Regions from separate parts of the Ovis aries genome. Here region 2 is linked to region 1. Evidence: chromatin contacts called from public Hi-C data. All regions are on one chromosome and are shown on one strand. The core of a region is the stretch at or near the end of the contact, and the rest is flanking DNA. Distances in the headings are between cores, read along the strand shown.

Evidence for each region. Hi-C and Micro-C count contacts between places; a contact is called where the count stands out from the background.
Region 2: a Hi-C map of hypothalamus shows a contact between it and region 1, with 3 times the contacts expected there. The contact joins the enhancer-like site here to the promoter of CNTFR in region 1. A contact is called at or near these places in 6 of 16 Hi-C or Micro-C datasets (hypothalamus, liver, omental adipose tissue and 2 more).

What each region holds. Positions count from the first base shown.
Region 1 is chr2:36,974,365-36,981,718 of ARS-UI_Ramb_v3.0, reverse strand. It overlaps CNTFR (ciliary neurotrophic factor receptor), which reads right to left and starts at 5,644. Exons shown (of 13, transcript XM_060410884.1): 1 at 5,455-5,644.
Region 2 is chr2:37,016,601-37,023,564 of ARS-UI_Ramb_v3.0, reverse strand. It overlaps CNTFR (ciliary neurotrophic factor receptor), which reads right to left. Exons shown (of 13, transcript XM_060410884.1): 12 at 1-6,964. Among named protein-coding and RNA genes, the nearest start is that of TRNAG-CCC, 13 kb to the left of the region's middle. Within about 2 kb of position 5,629, at least 19 of the 54 cell types and tissues checked have an H3K27ac peak or open chromatin away from gene starts, as enhancers often do. A contact at or near this core is called in hypothalamus, where this site is marked.

The DNA.
Region 1 (7,354 bases), core at 4,395-6,894:
GGAGTCCTTTTCTCCTGAGGGAGAGGGGTTCCACAGAGGCCTGGGGGTCAGAAGTGAGGTGGGGGCGTATAGCACGGGTTGTGGAAGAAACTCACTGGGACTTGGGCTGCAAGGAAGAGCTCTAGGAGAAGGGATAGGGTCAGTGGCTCAGAAAAGGCTACTTGGGGAAGATAATTTTCCTTGGTCACACACCATTTTGGAACATCCTGAAGCTGGACTTGAAATGGTTACCACTGACTACTTGATTTTTATGTCTGTTATCAGTTGTATCTCCAGGCTCTCTCTGAGAAGGAAATTCTTGGTGACGCAAGATAACAGATTACCCTAAATGTTGCCATAATGTGACTAACTGGCACCACTCTTTCAGAAACCTTTGTTCCCTACAAAGCAAAGGCTCTTTCTCCTGTTTAACTCCTGGCCCATGCTGCCTGCCTCAGTTTCCCTGCACTCTCTCTGTCTCTGCCTCTGTGCCTATCCCATCAAGATGCAGCCACTGCTACCCCAGCACCTCCGAGGCTCTGGCTGCACAGGGTATTTTTAGGATCTGAACTCTGTGTTCTCAGACAGACATTAATAACCAATACAGACAGTCCATGGTGCCCACAGCAGCTAAACCTCAGAAGTGAAGTGAAAGTCGCTCAGTCGTATTCGACTCTTTGCGACCCCAAGGACTACACAGTCCATGGAATTTTCCAGGCCAGAGTACTTGAGTGGGTAGCCGTTCCCTTCTCCAGGGGATTGTCCCAACTCAGGGATCGAACCCAGGTCTCCTGCATTGCAGGCGGATTTTTACCAGCTGAGCCACCAGGGAAGCCCATCCTCAAAGGCTCAGACCTGGGGTCCACTGCTTTAGCTAGAGTCTAAGAAAACGAGATTTAGAGAAAGCAAGGGACATGCTCACGACCACATGGGGGAAAAAGCATTTTCCCATCTTCTGAAAAATCCTGAAGCTGGGGAGAGGACAGAAGTGAGCTCTGATCTCTGCCACAGACCTTTTCAAGGAAGAAGCTGCCCATCCTTTGCACTCCTTCCCTGAATACAGGGAAGTCCTTCCTTTAATCTTGCTTGCAAATCACTTAGGGGTGGCTCAAATCAAAAAACAGGGTTAGGCCACAGAGGCTGTTGAGTCTCAAGTCACAAGCCCTGGAGAGTCCCCTCTCCCTGCAGTCTGTCCCACTCAGTGTTCATTCCTCAACATTTCTTGAGCACCTAATCCCTGCCACCAGGGAATTAGGGACATGGCCCTGCCCACCAACACCACTCAGTCTAGTTGCAGAGAAAGATTGTTTACTCAACACTGGCCTCCCACTGCCTACCTTGTCTATACCAGAGGCAGGGTCGGTGGGAGCTGAGGCTTGTGGACCCCCACCCCTAAGTCCCAGATTTCACAGTTAGTCACTCTGCAGCCTTGCTGAGCACTGCAAAGAGGAAGTAGAGGCAGTGTACAGTGGGGCATTCTGACCTCCCTCAGGACTAAGGATGCTTCAGTCCATTCCTGAACCCCAGGAGTCACCACTCTAGTCTATTAATAACTTTGGCCCCTTCGGACTTGTGTTCCAGCCCCAGCTTCGAGGAGCTGGTTCCTCACAGCTGTAGGGTCCAACTCTTCCCCACATCTGCCCAGCTCTTCCTCTCACCTCCTTGGCTCTGGTGACCCCCAACCCAGCATGGCTCTATGTTTTGGGGGCCCTCTTTGCCCTCTGCAGAGGTAAAGAGGGGCGATGACCTCAGTGCCCTCAGCCCACTGGGACCACGGCCTCCCCAGCCCCCCCCCCACAGGAAGCTAGGGTCTGGGATGGGTGTGGTCACCCAGGGCCACTGGAGTTTACACAGCTGAGGTATTCCCCCGACACACCCCCAATCCCTTGGTGGGTCTGGAGGAGGGGTCAGCTCTCTTCTCAGCCTCCTAGTTCTCTGGGACCCCCCTCCCAACCGGGCACACATGGTCCCCCCCACCCACAACCCATCTGCATTTCAAAGAAAATACGCTCCATCTGTTTCCGATTCATTTACACTTCAACTCACCATGGGGGGGCAGAGCAGGGCTCCTTGCCTTCAAGCCCTTCACCCCCATAGGGGGGCTGGAGAGCACGTGTCCTGCTCTGGGACAAGGAGCAGTTACAGCCTAGCCATCTGAGCCTGAGAGCCAGATCCCTACTTCGTGGGGTGCTGGTGCACTGGCCTCCACAAAAAGAAGGGTGTAAAGCCCCGAGCAGTGTCTTCAAGGCAGGTGGAGTCCTAAGACTGATTGCAACCTGACCCAACTGCCACCCCATCCCACCCCCGAAGAACTACTGCTCTTTTGGGAGGCAGACTGGAGAACCCCAGGCAGATGCTGGAGACAGGATGAGGACTCAGGCATTCCAGGAGACACTGGGAGATATAACAAAACGTGGCCCAACCCCGTTCCAGCCAGGGAAAAGGAGAGAGAAGAGGGTGTGTTCCACTAGTCTTCTCCTCCAGCCACCTTCTCACCACAGATCTGGGGCTACCATCTCCCGCAGAATCAGAGATTCGCCATCTTGGAGAGGTCAAAGAAGCCAGATGTCTATCCCCCTCAAGTCAGCCGTCACGCTGCTCCCATCTGAAGGATGACTGGGATGGGGGCGATGTCTTGGGAAACATTAGTCTTATTTCCCCATACCTGACCCTCTCTATCACAGGAGAGGTACCCAAAACTACTGAACAAAACTGTGCATGTACATGGTTCATAGGGAACCCTAAGGGTACATGTCACCCCTGAACCAAAAAGCCACTCAGCCGTCCTGAGAGTGATTGAGAGCCTAGTCTCCTCTGGAAGAACAGGCAGAAAGGTTTAACTGGGTGTTTCCCACCACTCTCCACCAGCCCACGACCCAAGTAATGGACATGACCAAACACATATCTCTTCCACTCCCCACCTCTGGAGAACACAGATCTTGTAATAGTCTCTGTTCCGGTCCCCAGCTGCCCCGAGACATACCATAAACCAGTGAAAGCATGGGTGAGTTGAACTGTGAGTTCTAAGTTCCCCTGGGAGTGTGAACATAATCCTAATGTGGGTTTGAGTGTCCCAGAATGGAAAGCTAACTTAGTGTGATTTTAAGTGTGAATCCCAGGGTTTCCATGTGAATATGAAAGCCTCAGGTTGCAAGTACCAGTCTGAATGTGAGCCGTGGGGTCTGAATCTAAGCCCCAGGATGGAAGCAAGTTTAATGTAACTACCAGGGATGTCAGTCTGAGTGTGAACACCAAGATGGAAGTTTAGGTTTGAGTGTGAATGCTGGTCTCATTGTGCATATGACTATAAGCCCCAGGGCTGAAATGGGAGTCTAACTGTGAGCCCCAGGATTCCCAAACAAGTCAGTACAGGCAAGAGTCCTAGTGTTCATGTGAGCCCCTGGTCTTCGGGGCTTTCTGAGTGTTAGCTAAGGTTCCCCATGTGAGTCTGAGCATGAGCACTGGGGTCCCTTTATAAGTATGGGTCCCTAAGTGATCCCAGGATGGAAGTGAGTATCTTGCGTGTCCTAGTGTGAATCTGAGTGTGAACTCCAAGATGTGAGCATGCATGTATGAAACCCAATGTCCTATGTGAGTCCTTGAGCTCAAATGAACCCCTGGTTCCCCAAGTGAGTCTGGGTGTGAGCCCTAGAATGTGTGAATCTGAGAAAGCTCCATGGTGCCAGTGTGAGTCCCAGTGTGAGCCTTAGGACCTCTGGGAGTTCTGAGCTTGGGGTCTAGGTCTCAGTATTAGCCTATGAGCCTCAGGACAGAAATGTGAATCTAGAGTGTGAGCCTAGAGTCCCAATGTGAGTCTGAGTGTAAACTCCAGGACTGAAATATATCACTGGATATGACCAGAATATAAGTGTGAATCTGAGTGGAAGTCCACCGTCCTGTGGTAATTCTGAGTGTGAGTCCATATGAGTTTAACTGTCCCAGTACGAAGCTGAGTATAAATTCCAGAGCCTCTAGAAGTCTTGCACGTGAACTTTAAACTCCTACTTTTCACATAAGGCTCAGGGTCCCAGTCGGAGTATCAACCGTGATGGAGTGTGAGTGAACCTGAGCTGCATGGCACCAATCCCGACCAGGAGCCCTAAGAACCAGCCCAGAGGATCTGTGTGGATTTTGGCAGTGGAACAGGTATGCAGAATCTATGGAGACACAGTCCCCTCCACCTACCAAGCTCTGGCTAGCCATACAGCCATAGAAACATCTAATTGTTCAAGCTCCATCATCCCCATACATGCATTGGTACACAATCATACCCAGAGTTAGACACACAAAAATGCACTCAGTGTTTCAGACCCCCCAACAAACAGCAATTACAGATGCACAAACACACCCAGCATTTCATACACCCACCACCTCCGTGATTACAGCCACAGGAATACCCCCAGTGACACAGACACAATTACATTAAGTACTACAGGCAAAGCAAATAGCGTTACAGACACACTTCTCCAGCGGCATGCACACACACACCCAGTGTTGCAGACACAACACTGCCAGCCACACAGACACTTCTCAAAAGAGAGAGACTAGACGGAAAGAGAAAGAAAATCCTGAATTTTCAACAAGGCGTGAAATAGTCCTGCCTGCCTGAAGCTACTGACGGGGGGAGGGGGCCAAGGGAGCGGGCGAGCGCGAGATCTAGCGCTGGAAGAGAGGCTTGGGAGAGGAGAGGCTCGGAGCCGAGGAGGAGAGCTGTCCGTCTGGTGACCTCCCCGCAGCCCAGCCCCCACGCACCGGGTGCTACACTACTCCGAGCAGCACAGGGACACCCAGGCTGGCTCCAGCAGAGCCGCACTAGGGGAAGACACACACCGGCAGACTCACAAAGAGGCGGGGATACACCGCAGGCGGACTCACACGGACACACAACACGGGAGCACTTACAAAGAGATTCTGGAGGAGACCCACTAAACGGAGATACATCCAGGCGGACTCACGAGGAAACCACAGGCAGGCTCGCGCCGACACACACACACACACACACAAGCGGATTCTCATGGACACCCATATACTGGCGGACGCGCAACCTTCCGTTCACACCCCTGGGCGCTTTCAAGTCCAGATTTCTGCTGGAGAAGGAAGCCGCCTCTGGGCGCGCGGGGGTCACTACGACCCCCCAGCTCCGGAATTTTCCCAGACCCTGCGCGCGACGTTGAGAGGTCAGGGAGAACCCGGTGCTAGGGCAATCGATCCCTGCCACCTCCCGCCGGCCGACTGTCCGCCCCACCACCACCACGCCCAACCCCCGGCGCGCCCGGACGTGGGGGGCTGCTTCTTCTGCGCCCCCGCCCCCGAGTTTACGGGCAAAGTTTCCCGTGAACTTTCTTGTCCCCCCCACCCCAGTCTCGGGCCCATGCACATCCCCTCCCTCTTCCCGCGCGCACGAGGGCCGCGGATCTGTCGGTCAACCTGAGGGTTTGAGGGTCCGGCCGCGCGCACTCCGCGCGAGGTACTCACCGCGCTCTCGGGCCGCCGGGGCTCCGCACCTAGCTCTTCGACCGCCTCCGGCAGGGAGAGAGGCAGGGAGCGCGGAGCTAGCACCGCCGCCGGATCCCGCCGCCGAGCCCCGCGCTGCGCCGGCTGGAGCCGCCGCCTCCGCTGCCGCCGCCGCCCGCTCTGCACCGGCTCCTCGGCGCTCGGCGGCTTTAACCCCCCCCATCCTCCTCCCTCCCTCGCGCGCTCCCTCCCTCCTTCCTTCGCCCATGTGACCGCGGGCGCCCGCCCGGCCGCGCGCGCCCTCGCTCCCCTCCCCCTCCCTCCTTGTCTCCCCGCGCCTCTGCGGCCGCGCGCCGCGACCCCCTCCCGACCACGGCCCCCGCGCGCCCCCGCCGTGGCACGCTCCCGCTCCTGGCACGCGCGGGCACAGTCATCCTGCGCAGGCCTGTGAGACCCCACTCCCCCTCACTCAGGCTGGCTCCCGCCCTCCCCCCGCGGGCACACTCGCCCGCACTGGCACGCGTGGCCCCCTCGCCTTCACCGTCTCTCGGGAACGCCCTCCAGACGGCTGTAGTCCCCGTGCTTCACGCGCAGCCGGGACCGCGGGTCTCAGAAACGCGCGCACACCCACACCCACACCCACTCGGCCGGATTCCCCAGGGCCGCTGGGAGCGCATCCAATCCCCCAGGGTCGCTCATTCACACTCCCTCGTTCGCTCAGCCTTGGCCAGGTCTCCGCGACGCACACTCCCGCAAGTTCGAGCCCTTAGTGCCTCGCACGGACACCCTGGCACACCCGGGGCCAACTCTCAGGGTCCTCCCGCCAGCATCTCCGTGAGAAGAGCTGGAGCAGGAGCCCCCAGGCCCTACTTTGGGCCGGAGAGGCCAGCCGCCTCCGCCCCTCCCAGATCTCCTACCGCCCCCAGCAACGACGCCCCCTCTCCCAGTCTTAGACACGTACACCCCTCACATCGAAGGAAGGGGGACTGTTTGCTCGCACGACCCGAAGTGGACCAGGCTGAAAACCCAGGCCCTCCCCTCCCATCAAATTTCCGGTGATACACCACAACTACCCCTTTCCCCTCTCCTTCACCATCACCTAACTCATCCCCGGACACACAGCCTGGGATTGACCGCCACTGGGATGCGGGATGTAGGGAGTGCGCCCTTTTTGCCCGGGTCGGCAGTGCCAGAGCGCGAGTGCCAGAGTTGGGCGCTGGAGGTTCACCCCTCGAGCTTCCCTTTCGCAGCCTGGGCCTCTGGCGGGCTGGTGTGCTCACTTCCCGCGCCCCGGGGCCTAGGGGTCTGGCTATTACAGGGAGGCATTCAGGTTAGACAACCGGACTACTTCTGAGGCCACAGGAGAGCGCCACAGAAAGGGTGAATGCCAGGGGGCGGAGAACGAGTGGCCCACCCCCATCCCCACCCCTTGGATTTTTCATCTGACCTTTGACCCATAATCCCAGCTGCCTGGCCCCTCCGGGGAGCTGTGCGAGGTTTGCGGGCGGGGAAGAGGGGGAAGGAAGTATCTCGCTACTTCCTCACACCCTTTCCTAGTAGGCTGCCCAGAGCGCCCGGGCCCTTTTCCCAACAAATGCCTCAGGGACTCCCATTGCAGAGGAAAAAACCTTCCTGCTACTGCTCGGGCTTTTCACTTTTACTTCCGTGGCCGCAGGATCCCATCAGTGCAACCAGCAGGGGTCAGCCGGGGCTGGGGCTCAGAGAGGGCCAGCTGGGGCTTAGGGACACACGGAGAAATAGTGACTTCCAGCCGAAATCAGCTCACGCCCACCCACAGTAGGTGTCTTCTATCTGGCCTCTCTGGATAAGGAGCCTTCAAGTACCCACGTCGCGGGCGGAGACAGGGTGGTGGGCACCGGGAAGGAGTGGAAATGGTGCGACAGAATCTGGGGGTGAGGGA
Region 2 (6,964 bases), core at 4,380-6,879, 42 kb before region 1:
CTGACCCCTCTCCTAGGTCATCATTAGGGAGTATTTGTGGGTCTCACTTACCCATGTAAAAGCAGACCCCCCTCTTCATTTGGAGGGATTCTCTGGGTGACTTTCCCGTTCTTTTTAGCAAAATCACTTCAAAAAGCTTAGGCCTCCAGAAGGCCAGAGTCGGGAAGATGTCTGTGACTGGCTCAACCTTGAACCTGAGATTGTCATCCCAGGAGAAAAGGAGGAAAAAGGCCCAGTCGTATGCCTGAGACAGGAAAGAGAAGACAGCAACCCTATAGGCTAAGCTGGCACACCAATGTCTGCCTCAGGTGGCCAGATCGCTTGGGAGCAGAAATCAAAAGGTGTCTCTCCCTGCATGTACAGACACACACTAACACAGACACATAACCCACAATCAGAGACACACAGCACACAAGCAAAGGCACATGTGTGCACAAACAACAAGCTTACCCACAGGTACGGGCATGCGCATGAAAACACACATTCATACAGTACACATATGTCTAACATTCACTGCACATGTCCTGCATATCCAGGAAAATACACTTAAAGGGGTTCACGGGTCTCCATAACACACACATACAAGTGCATACCCAAAGGTAAACCTATCCATAGACTCAACAGGTATCAGCAAATGTGTTTTGGACCAATGACCAAGGAAAAGAATTCAGAGATAAACACACAGATCAGTTTTCTAGAGATTGGAAGCATGCGAGTAATGAGGAGGAGAGGCTGCTGGGAGAGAGCCAGGTGGAAATCGGGAAGGGAGAGGTCCTGACACCAAGGAATGAGAGTAGTGATTATTTACATGGCACCAACTGCTCACCTTGCCCTCACCTACCCATCTGTTCATTTATCAGTTACTGAGCTGCGTCTTCTGTTGGGCTTGGGAAGCAGGGAGCCTGGTCTCCAGCCCTGACCTCACATGCACAGGCTGGGAGCGAGAGACACCTATCCATGTGCAGCTCTAACAGAGAGTGGTGAGTGTTGTGAAGAAGGATACACAACCCCCTCTGGGCGATTGGAAACTTGAACATTGAACGCGTAGGAGTTGGGAGGATGAGACAGATGGCTATGGAGGTCAACTTGGACCAAAGGAACAGCACATAGGAATTTCTGGTGTTAGTTTCCTGTTGCTGTTTTAATAAATTACCACAAACTTAATGGCTTCCAACAACAGATTATTCTCTTACAGTCTCAAGGTCAGAGGACAGAAATCAGTTTCACCGGGCTGATGTCAAGGTGTGGACCTGGGAGGGGAATCAATTTCCCTGCCATTTCAGCTTCTAGCAGCTGCCTGTGTTCCCTAGCTTGTGGGCCCTTCCTACATCTTCCAGGCTGTGCTTCCATCATCCCATCACCTTCTCCTCTGACGACTCCTTCATCTTTTCTATTAGGATAGCTGTGATTGCATCCACACCACCTGTTAATCCAGGATAATCTTCCCATTTTAAGACCCTCAATTCAATCACAGCTGTAAAATCCTTTTACCATGTAAATGAACATTCAAAGTTTCTGGGAATTAGGATGCAGACTAATTTGGGGGCCATAATTCAGCCTACCACAAGGTGGGTGGTGGATTATCTCACAATCTTCATGACATCTTCTAATGTAAATCTTGTTATCCCCAGATTGAAGAGGAATCTTAGGCTCAAGATTAGGTGATTTACCTTAAACCAAAAGGGAGAGAGAAAGAGAAAGATAATAGTTTTTTTAAAACAGAAAAAAGATGCAAATTTATTTTTTAAATGATTTTTAAGTCATATAAAAGAATACAGAGAAAAATTCAACTGGTCATTCAAAGATCTCACCAGACAGAAATGGTCAGTATTATTTGTATGCATAAAGCATTAAGGGAGATTGAGAGATGGAGAGAGAGGTAAAAATAGAGCCAGACACAAAAATGAATGAGACACACTATAGAAGTTTTTTTTTAAAAAAACCCAAAGGGCAAAGTGCATTGTTGTATTTAAGAGGGGAAAGAAACTAAAGTGAAAATGAAGAAATAAACAAACTTCAACTAAATATTTCCTCACCTCAAAAAGCTATTCATTCTTAAAAGCACCCTCTCAAGTTAAGAAAAACAATTTCACTTAAGAGATTAGAGTAGGATTTTTACAATTATGTTTTGGTTTTATCTGCATATTAGTTGCTCTGAACTATGAAAGAAAATGTGATTTTCTGCACTCCCTCCCACCCCTTTCCTCCATTCAAGACTGTGTTGCCAATGTTGTTTTTATTTTATCAAAATTTATAATATTTACTGGAGAAGGCAATGGCACCCCACTACAGTACTCTTGCCTGGAAAATCCCATGGACGGAGAAGCCTGGTGGGTTGCAGTCCCTGGGGTAGCTAAGAGTTGGACACGACTGAGCGACTTCACTTTCACTTTTCACTTTCATGCATTGGAGAAGGAAATGGCAATCCACTCCAGTGTTCTTGCCTGGAGAATCCCAGGGACAGAGGAGCCTCGTGGGCTGCCATCTATGGGGTCGCACAGAGTCGGACACGACTGAAGCGACTTAGCAGCAGCATAATATTTACATTCCGTTCTGCAACTAAAATTCCTAACAGTTAAATCTTAATCTAAAGGAATTAATCTTCACCACCAGTCCTCTTGGGGCTTCCCAGGTGGTTCAGTAGTGAAGAACCCAACTGCCAATGCAGGAGACGCAGGAGACATGGATGCGATCCTTGGGTTGGGAAGATCCACTGGAGGAAGACACGGTGACCAGAGGAGCCTGGCGGGATGCAGAGAGGAGCCTGGAGGGATGCAGAGAGGAGCCTGGCGGGATGCAGAGAGGAGCCTGGAGGGATGCAGAGAGGAGCATGGCAGGGTGCAGAGAGGAGCCTGGCGGGATGCAGAGAGGAGCCTGGCGGGATGCAGAGAGGAGCATGGCGGGATGCAAAGAGGAGCATGGGGTCGCAAAGCAGACACAACTGAGTGCCTGAGCACGCTCCAGTCCTTTTACCATGAACTTCCCCTTCTCAGCTCTTCCCCTTCTCTTATTTTGGTTCATCTCTTGGCTGGTTGGATTTTGTCCTTGACTAGTTTTTCCAGAAGGACTCCTGAGTTCTGTATCCCTAAATTCATGATTGAGATCAACTCCTTGGTTCATTATGTTTTGGGGGATGACATTTTTTTACCCTCAGAATTTTGTAGATTTTGTTTCATTATCTTCGTTTGATGAATGTTACCTTGGAGAGATCTGAGTTCAGACTGAATTTCCCCTCCACTGACATGACTTGCTTTTTCTGCCTAGATTTCTCAAGTATTCTTATTTTATCCTCTAAGTTTGGTTACTAAATCAGTGTGTCTTAATGTCAATGCTATTCCGTATCAATTCTTCTAGCATATGGTGTGCACTTTCAATCTGAATATTCAGTTCTTGTTTCATTTCAGGGGAAGCCTTCCTGTGTTTCATACCTTAATAACTCTTGCTGTTCCATTTTTGGAACCTCAGCTTTAGGGCTGCTAATTATGCTATGGTAGCTTGTCTTTGTCCTTCACTCTAATTGCTTGAATGTCTTTACATTTACTCTTGGTATTTCAAGTCTTTCCTACACATTACTTTGCTGTCCAGTCATATCCATTCTGTGCTTTGCTGTTTCTGGTTTATTTGTTACATCTGTAATGGTACTGTTTGGGTCCTTTATTATTTTTCCTTGCTTCTGTGATCTCTCTTTCATCTCATTGTTGTTTTATCATCCTGTCTTTGGGTTCCTGTTTTATTGATTTCATACTATTATTACAGCCTTCCCTAACAGGAAGAACTTGCCAGAAGTCTGCCTTTATTCCTTTGGTTGTGTTTTCTTCTAGATTGGGCTGTTTATCTTGTTTTTGCCTTCTGTCCTCCTGTTCCTTTCTTTCCCTGCCTCCTTCCCTTCCTTCCCACCTATGTCACAGCTATGATCCATGTGCCTAGAGGCCATGCTCTTTCCTTTCCTCTTATATCTGCCACATTCACATTCAGCAGACCTCTCCTTGCTCTGGAGTCAAATGCCTGCTCATCTTGTCTGGACCATTTTATCTTCCCCTGGGAGCTATGGTTTAAAAGCTGGCTATTGCTTTCAAGTCCACCCACCCCATCTCTGTGGCCTGAAGGTGGCTTGGGTGGGGCTGCCTGCTGACCTTAATGGGGCCTGAGCGCTGCCTCTCTGAGGCCTTGTTAGAGATCCTGCTGCAGCTAGTGGGTGGTGCACTCCCCATCCTATAGCTTTGGAGCCCCCAGCCTCAGACCAGTACTCTGGAAGATACCAAGCCATAGCACCTCTTCCTGCCTCTCCTGAGGTCTCATGGACGAATACAGCAGGAAGATCCCCTGGAGGAGGGCAGAGAAACCCACTCCAGTATTTTTGCCTGGAAAATCCCATGGACAAAGGAGCCTGACAGGTCCATAGAGTTGCAGACTGACTGAAGCAACCTAGCACGCATGCACATTTACAAAGCATTTCTCTCCCCCCCCCCAGCCGCTCCCCCAGATTTTCCCTGAGGCTACCTACTCACTCAACAGTCCACTTCTCTCAGATTACAGTGTATTAGTGAGAATTCTTGGTGTTCTGTTGACTCGCCTTTTCTCAGTGCTACTTTTGGCCATGGGGTTAGGAGACATACCACTCACGCACTGCTTCAGAATCTTCTGTTCCTTTCCTTGGCTATCGCATTTGAAGGTTTATAAAAAGAACTTCCTTGTTTGGTTGGACTTGAGCTTGTAACAGCATTTTTGTTTTGGTTTGTTTTGGCTTTTGTTCAGTTTGTTAGTGGAGGGTAAGACCAAGTGGAGTGATTCTGCGATGGTGACGTCTCTTTGCTGTCCTAACTCGGAGATTCCCGGCCTTGTTTGGTCCATGCCTCTCCCCTGACGGACCCCGCCCCCCCCCGCCCCCAACTATGGACAAGATCCTACCAGCCCCATCCCCATGACTCTTAGGTCCCAGTGGTGAGACTGGGGTCCACAGAACTAGGCCTCTGCACAGAGTGGGTACCCAGCCCACTGTGAAGAGGGATGAGCAGGGAGTGTTTCACAGAGGCAGCATCAGAAGAGATATTTGGTAGGGAACAGCAGGAACCAAGACATGGAGATAGGAGCACTAGAAACAGTGATGGAGGAACGGGGTGCAGTGGGATGGGTGTGGGGTGTTCAGCTGGAGCAGCACCAGCTGAAGGTAGCAGGAGGGGAGACACTGGAGAGGAGGGCAGGCAGGGCCAAGGCATGCAGACTAGCCTGGGGACTGCCCCTGTGCGTGACCAAAGCACTCAGTGTCTGCACTCTCAAGGATCCTCTGGTGTGCAGGCGCGGGCACAGATGGGGAAGCCTGGGTCCACCTCTCCTCCCCATCTCAGCTCCTCCCAGGGAAACTTCTCTGATGGCCCACCCACAGCCTCCCTGTCCAGGTGCCCCAAGAGACTCCTGCTCCATCCCCTATAGCCACGCACAAGGCCTCAGCTGCAGCCGCACTGGGCACATGCTGCCACATCACAGACGTGCCCCTGCTCACCCAGCCACACCAAAACATGACTGCACAGCTGCACAGCATCACACAGACATGTCTGCGATGTTGCGGGCACCCTTCACACAGCCCCACACTGTCTGGCTCCCTCTGGAGCCTTTGGATCTGATTCTCTTGAGAGCTTGCCCTGCCCCCTGGTGGCCACTCCCCAAGCCATTGCCCTCTGGAAGGACCCAAATCGTCCACTCCCTTCAGGGCCTTTGTCGTTGGTCAGTCGCTCAGTCGCGTCCAACTCTTTGCGACCCCATGGACTGCAGCACGCCAGGCTTTCCTGTCCATCAACATCTCCCAGAGCTTGCTCAAACTCATGTCCATTGAGTCGGTGATACCATCCAACCATCTCTTTCTCTGTCGTCCCTTTCTCCTGCTCAAAGAAGCTTCTAGCCTTGAGCAACCTCTCCCCTCAGACCTCAGGCACTATCAGACCGGGCTCCTTTGGATCGCTTGCTCATAGACAGGCCTCTCCCATCAGACCAGTGCTGTTGGCCAAGACTTTCTCAAATAGAGTGACCAACTATTCTATTTTCCTGGAAATGAGGGGGTATTCAGTGCTAAACCTGGGAAAGTCCCAGGCAAACTAGGGCTAGTTGGTCCTGTTCTCAGACCCTTGTGTCTTCAGAGTAGACCCTCCTCAGACTGGTCCCTTTGGAAATCTCTGGATCGGCCTAGGCCCTCACACTGGCCCTTCCAAACAAGATCTCTTCAGCAGCAAGTGTCCCAGGCCAGCCTCCCTCAGACCAGTCTTGTCTACAGGCCCTCTCAGACCCACTCACCTCCAGATTAGCCTTCCCCATCAGAGTGACTGTCAGCCTCCCTTCCAGCCTCCCTCCTCAGACGAGCTCCATCAGACTTCTCTCCTCAGACCTCCCTCCTCTCTGCCCTCCTCTGAGAAGAGGGGTGAGGATTGAACTCCAGTCCTTCCAGGCTTTAGCCCTACATCCCCAGGTAGGTGCTAGCTCTTGAAGGTTCTGTCTCTACCTGTCCATGTTCAGTAGCTCTGGGCATAGTGAACACATGGATCTCAAGACACAGACACACAGATGCCGGCCCCAGGGCTGGCTTTGGAGCAAGTATCCTATTCTTTACATGTGAAGATAAGCTTTCTCAGAGCCCCAGCCTAGGGAGTTAGTGAGCTTTAGGGAGTTCTCAATGCCAGGGGTTGCATGGAGGTATTCCTGCCTGCAGTCTCCTGACCACCTCCCTCTCCTGGCCGGCGGCTGAGAGGCAGGCATGGGATGCCTGCACTGATCACTGACTGCCCGGGAGGATGAAGGGTGGGCAGGCAGCCGAGAGGGGGCAGCAGAAGCCAGGACAGCCCCTGGCTCAGGCCAGGGAGGCATGGCAGCCAGGGGCTGGGGTCTGGACCAGGACAGGAACACGGAGAGAGAGGCAGAGAGAGGGAATGGATGCCAGAGTCTGGAAGAAGGAAGAGAGACACACAGCTGGGGCTGG